Regions from separate parts of the Mus musculus genome. Here region 2 is linked to region 1. Evidence: chromatin contacts called from public promoter capture Hi-C data. All regions are on one chromosome and are shown on one strand. Each heading gives the region's core, a stretch centred on a gene start, on an enhancer-like site or on the middle of the called end of the contact. The rest is flanking DNA. Distances are from core to core; before and after follow the strand shown.

Region 1 (2,741 bases), core at 93-2,592:
AAGTATGCTTCTTTCCTCCTTAAATTTAGGTAGGGACTGAATGCCAGTGGCTTTGTGGAGGTTTGATTAAGAAATATCTCCCATAGGCTACTGTATTTGAATATTTGGTCCCATCACTACTCGTGGTGTTAGGTGGGGACATTATATAATACAGCCTTGCTGAAGGAAGCATATTACTGTGGGTGAACTTTGAGGGTTTATAGCCTCAAAGCCTTCGAGATCTATCTCTCTACTTCCTGTGTGTACATAAAGAAGTGATCACCAGCCTGCAGTTCCTATCATCCTGCTATGCCTTCCTGGACATTAGGACTCTCCCTATAGGACTCTAAGGTAAAATAAACTCTCCTGTAAGTTGCTTTTGGTCATGGCATTTCGTCACAGCAACAGGAATGTAACTAATTGAGGCTGCTAACCCTCCTGATTACATTGCTGCTTCCCACTGGCTCTGCAAGAACAAAGCAAGTTCATGGAAACATAAGCATTTTTCTTTGCAGAAGGAGAAGGTTGATTGTGCAGCTTCTAGTCACAGCCTCTCTAGGGAAGGACTGACTGGCCTTGTGGCCTTGAATCACTTCACAGGCTGTTGTCTACACTCTCTGTCAAGTTGACCTTTTTAAAGCCACATTATTTACTTCTGGCTGTGGATGTATTGATTTTTATAAGCCTTCTCAGAGAGTGCCTGCACATCTCCTTGAATCAAACACAATTACTTGATACACAATAAAATAAAGCAGTGCAGGGCAGATTCAGAGCCTTCTGTGAAGTACATGATAGTCTCTGGAACAGAAGACAATTGACTATTTACTGCATTAATTAATTAATTAATTAATTAATTGTGAGGGGGCTGCACATATGTCATGGTTTGTGTTTGTGTGTGTGTGTGTGTGTGTACAGGTCAGAGAACAACTTTTGTTAGTTGGTTCTTTCCACCAAGTAGGCCCCAAGTTAGAAGCAAATGGTTTGACCAACTGAGCAATCTTGTAGGCCTCAATTCGTTATTTAAAAAGAAAATGGTGGGAACTTTTAGAACGTATTACCTTAAAAGACTAGCTTTCACCAACCAAATGGCTATGAATGGAAAATAGACAGATAGCACCTTAGCTCATAGCATAGATTTTCCTACTCTACTCCTAATCCACAGACCTAATGTTTCCAAAAATGTATTTAAAATGTGCCTTGATTTATGACTTTCTTTGTTACTATAAAATTTTACCCAACTGTTACCACATGAAAATTAGAGTAGCTTATATCAGCTTCTGGCACATGGTTGTTGGGCCCTATATGGTCCTGGTTTGTGCCTTAAGGGCAAACCCAAGCCTGGCTCCAGTTTTGAAAACTGTCTCAGTCACTTCTGTACTGAAGTGACTCAGCACAACCTCCTTTGCCTAGCTACTGCTGACTTAACTTTGTTGGCTGTCAGTCACCAATTCCTTTCATCACCTTTCCCCTCCCCCTATCTCATCTCAACTCAGCAAAAACAAAACAAAACAAAACAAAAACAAAAACCCACCTCCTCTATCAGCCCTTTATATATATATATAAATAATAAATATATATATATATTTAAACAAGTTCCTGCTTCAAGAGACTCCCAGCTCGGGGTGGTTATTTTCCAGATGGGTAGAAGATCTGAACTGCAACAATTCACCATCCTGCTTCAGCCCTGGCTGGACAGGGCTCTCTCCTCTCAGCCTGCCAGCAGAGAGCCATCACATGGTCACTTATATTTAGTTCCAAGGCAAACTAACTCTTCTGCCCTTTGTGGGCATAGTTGTACTTACTTGGACAATCCCCTTATTCCTAGGTGTGCTGGGTGTGTTAGTTTGAATGAGAATGGCATTCATAGGCTAATATGTTTAAATTCTTGGCCTTCAGATGGGGGTCTGGGAAGGTTTAGGAGGTGTGACCTTGTTGGAAGAGATGTGTCACTGGGGGTGGACTTTCAGGTTTCAAAAGACTCACTATTCTTAGTGTCTCTCCCTGTGCCTCATGGTCTCAAGATGTGCATGCTCGGCTGTTGCTCCAGAACGGTGCCTGCTGACATGCTCTGTGCCATGATTGTCAAGGCCTCTAACCCTATAGAACCATAAGCTTCAGACTAGATCCTTTCTAAGTTACCTTAGTCATGGTGTTTTATCACAGCAACAGAAAAGTAGGACATTTGGGCCCTCACACCTCACCTCATACTGAGAACCCCAGATACTGTTTGTGACAAAACAAAACAAAACAAAACAAAACAAAGCAACAACAACAACAACAAAAAGCCCCAGCAGAATAAATATTACCCCATGTTAGAAAACCATCAAGGAACCAGGTCCTACAATAGAGAAGGCTGCAAGCAGGACAAATACTCCCAAGCTCTGCTGCCACCAGACTCCAAATCCCACTCCAGAGAAAGACTGTCACATAGCCTCAGTCATGTATATCCATCCCTGTTCTCACACCCTGTCACATAGTAGAGATCTCAGATTACATTTGCTCCCTAGTGGAGATACAGAGGCATCCAGTGACTTCTCAAGTCCCTTCTTGAAGGGTTTTGACATAAGGTTAAGATTTTAAAATGGAGCAAGAAGTATAAATAAGAAGTCTTGGTTAAGATGTGGTTCTATCTATCAATGGCCTCTTGTTGTTAAGTTCTAGTCATTCTTGGGAAGGGATCTGACAAGCTGTCACGACTGTGAGAGACTTCTTGCTTAGAGACAAGTTCGTTTTCTGGATGGCATAAGCCTTCAGCCCTTTTC
Region 2 (2,741 bases), core at 64-2,563, 1.1 Mb after region 1:
TCATTTCCTCATCTATCAACACCTTACAGTGCTTTTGAAACAGATCATACGTTTGCCAAACATCACACATATGAAGGCGGTGAAGTACTAGGGAGCGGTTCTCTAGTGAAGCCTGCGTTCCTCCAGTGCCTTTGGTCTTTTTGATTAAACGATCAGTGAGTCCGGAACTGTTTCTGGGGTACTTTTGAATACAGGCCGCATGAGCCCTGAAAGAACTCTTCAGACGACACTGTTCTCAATACCCAGATAAACAAGCTATGTCAGAGGATTCCTTTCTGCTCGAAGCTTAAGAAGTACTTCGGAGACGCCCCAAACGCAATCCGGAAGAAAGGAACTTCCGCCACACACAGGAAGGGTGGGCTACAAGGAAAAACCGAACCGGAACCGGAGGGGGACTACGCCAGCCTACAGAGGAAGGTGTCCGGAAGCGCCGGGGGACTACAGTTCCCATAAGCCCGCGGGGGCAAGGTGCGGGGCAGGCGTCGAGACAAAACGGACAGGCCTTGCCAGTCATTTGGCTATATCAAGGTAAATGCCGACATCGCGGCTCCAAGGGAAGAGTGACTTATAGTTCGCAACTAGATTTTTACGAGTAATCTTCCCAACCCATCCTAAACCGACAAAACTGACGTTCCCAGCGGGGCGTCCTTGAGATTTCCAGGCCACGGCACTCTACGCCTGCGGGGAGCTTCCTAAGTGCCTACAACGCGGGCATTACGTTGTTCACCGACCATCTCCATCCCTAGCCTCCGGCGGAGCTGGACGTGGCTGTGCCTGTCTCCTGGGCCTGGAGAGTGGGTAGTGGAGGTGTTGCGCAGCAGGCCGCCACCGCTCACCTTTGCTCTCTCCGCGGCCACCCTTGGGGCCAGACGGTGAAAGCTGTCCCAGACTTGGGGGCCAGGGCTAAGCCCTTCCATCCTTGCCCTTAATCCTCCCTTTCTCCCCTTTAGCGTGTTGTATATCCACAGAAGAGGTCAAGTGCCTTCTCCTAGGTCACAGAGAGTAAATGTCAAAAGAAGTTTTGAAGCCACTTTTATGATTCACTCCCTTCTCCGGTTTAACCCCGAGGCTAGGCATTGAGGACCACCGACTCTTGTGTTTTTCTTTTCTTTAAACACTAGCGGTATCCAGGGGCCACCTTTAGGACCTGGCATAGAATCCTAGCGCGTCACCAGGCTTGCTGTCCTCAGCCCGAACATAAACAAGCACCGGGTTCTCCACAGACCAACCCCAGCCGGAGCGCCTTGCAGCCTCTTTTCCCCTCCTCTGAGAACGCGCAGCCCGTGCACGTCACCGCGGCGGAGCGGGTGGGTGGGGTTTGCTGCACGGCGGCCGCGGCGGCGGAGGCTAGTGGGTCCTCCGGTGACTCTGGGGCGGGGCTGTGGGGCGGCTGCCCACCGACGGCAGAACTTCTCAGGAATGGGGGGTGTGATTGGTTGGCCGGCATCTTCCGGGTGGGAGAAAGGGTCCGCTATCACGGGCGGCTCAACCTCCAAGGCCTGCTGCTAGAGATGCTCTTCCTCGCGGTGAGTTGTTTGGCTGTTTTTGTTGGCTGGGATGTACTCTTAGACACGCCCCACGAAGGAGGAAGGAACCGGGCCACCTGAGTTGATGTGGCCTTGATTGGGCAGGCAAAGGGGAATTGACCAGCTATGCTCCTGTCATTAATCCGCTGCTGCGCTCGGTGTTCAGTTTCATGCAGGCTCTTGGGGAAGCTGGTGCTGCTGCTGCTGTGTGATTACCGCGGACAGACCTTGGGACCGAGGCCGGCGCTGGCAGCTGGAGATGGCGGACACACCGTCAGTGTATGAAACCAGATTTGAGGCGGCCGTGAAGGTGATCCAGAGTTTGCCGAAAAATGGTATGTGCAGTGGGCTCTAGGTAAAAGACCTTTTCCAGCTGCTTCTAGTCTACCTTATTTAGCGCCCCCTCTCGCTCTGTCATTAAAAGAAATGTAATTGAAAGAAATGTAATTGAAAGAATGGTATTGAATGCTAATTAATTACCGCTGATTTTTGAGGCCAAAGGCGACGTATTATCTAGGTTTTAAGTAGTTTATATTCTTGAGAACAAGTCTTATCACTTAATGACTGTGGATTTGGGAAAGTTAAAAAACAAAAACAAAAACTGGGGAGGGATGTCTGGTGCTACCTAACTCAAAAGTGTAATCCGAACCTTCAGAAACTTTGATATGAAGCGGAAAGGAAAGGACAACTATATTCTCGTGTAAAATGATTATTTTGACTATGATGTGTCAGGTACGGTTTTCTTTGTGTGTATCCTGGCAACAGCTTGTAAAACTTTTTATAATTTTGTCTGACCAGTGTTAAGGATTTTTTTTTCCATCACTAAATTTTTTTTTCAGTGTTCTAAATAGAGAAGCTTGGGAAGAGAGACTTTTACTTTGAAATTTTATATCCATTTGCATTGTGATTTACTTTTCATAATAAATTAGATTAAAATTATCTTAAGCATTTTTATTGTGTGTGCTAGATTTGTAGGCCAAGTCAAACATAACATTACTATATTTGTATAGTATTTAATGTCTTCCCACTTTTCTTTTCTTTTTCTTTTTTTTTTTTTTTTTTTTTTTTCGAGACAGGGTTTCTCCGTGTAGCCCTGGCTGTCCTGGAACTCACTTTGTAGACCAGGCTGGTCTCGAACTCAGAAATCCGCCTGCCTCTGCCTCCCAAGTGCTGGGATTAAAGGCGTGTGCCACCATTGCCCAGCTATCTTCCCAC

What was found. Promoter capture Hi-C pulls out the DNA fragments that hold promoters and counts their contacts.
Region 2: a promoter capture Hi-C map of hippocampal neurons shows a contact between it and region 1, with 4 times the contacts expected there. The contact joins the promoter of Acbd5 here to the enhancer-like site in region 1. A contact is called at or near these places in 6 of 39 promoter capture datasets (the 3T3-L1 cell line, the HPC-7 cell line, HPC-7-derived erythroid cells and 3 more) and 1 of 115 datasets of contacts at active chromatin or transcription factors (pancreatic cancer cells).

What each region holds. Positions count from the first base shown.
Region 1 is chr2:21,975,174-21,977,914 of GRCm38.p6, forward strand. No RefSeq gene overlaps it. Among named protein-coding and RNA genes, the nearest start is that of Gm39767, 12 kb to the left of the region's middle. Within about 2 kb of position 1,343, at least 11 of the 459 cell types and tissues checked have an H3K27ac peak or open chromatin away from gene starts, as enhancers often do.
Region 2 is chr2:23,067,759-23,070,499 of GRCm38.p6, forward strand. Acbd5 (acyl-Coenzyme A binding domain containing 5) reads left to right here and starts at 1,314. Exons shown (of 14, transcript NM_001355637.1): 1 at 1,314-1,526; 2 at 1,693-1,861. The coding sequence starts at 1,512.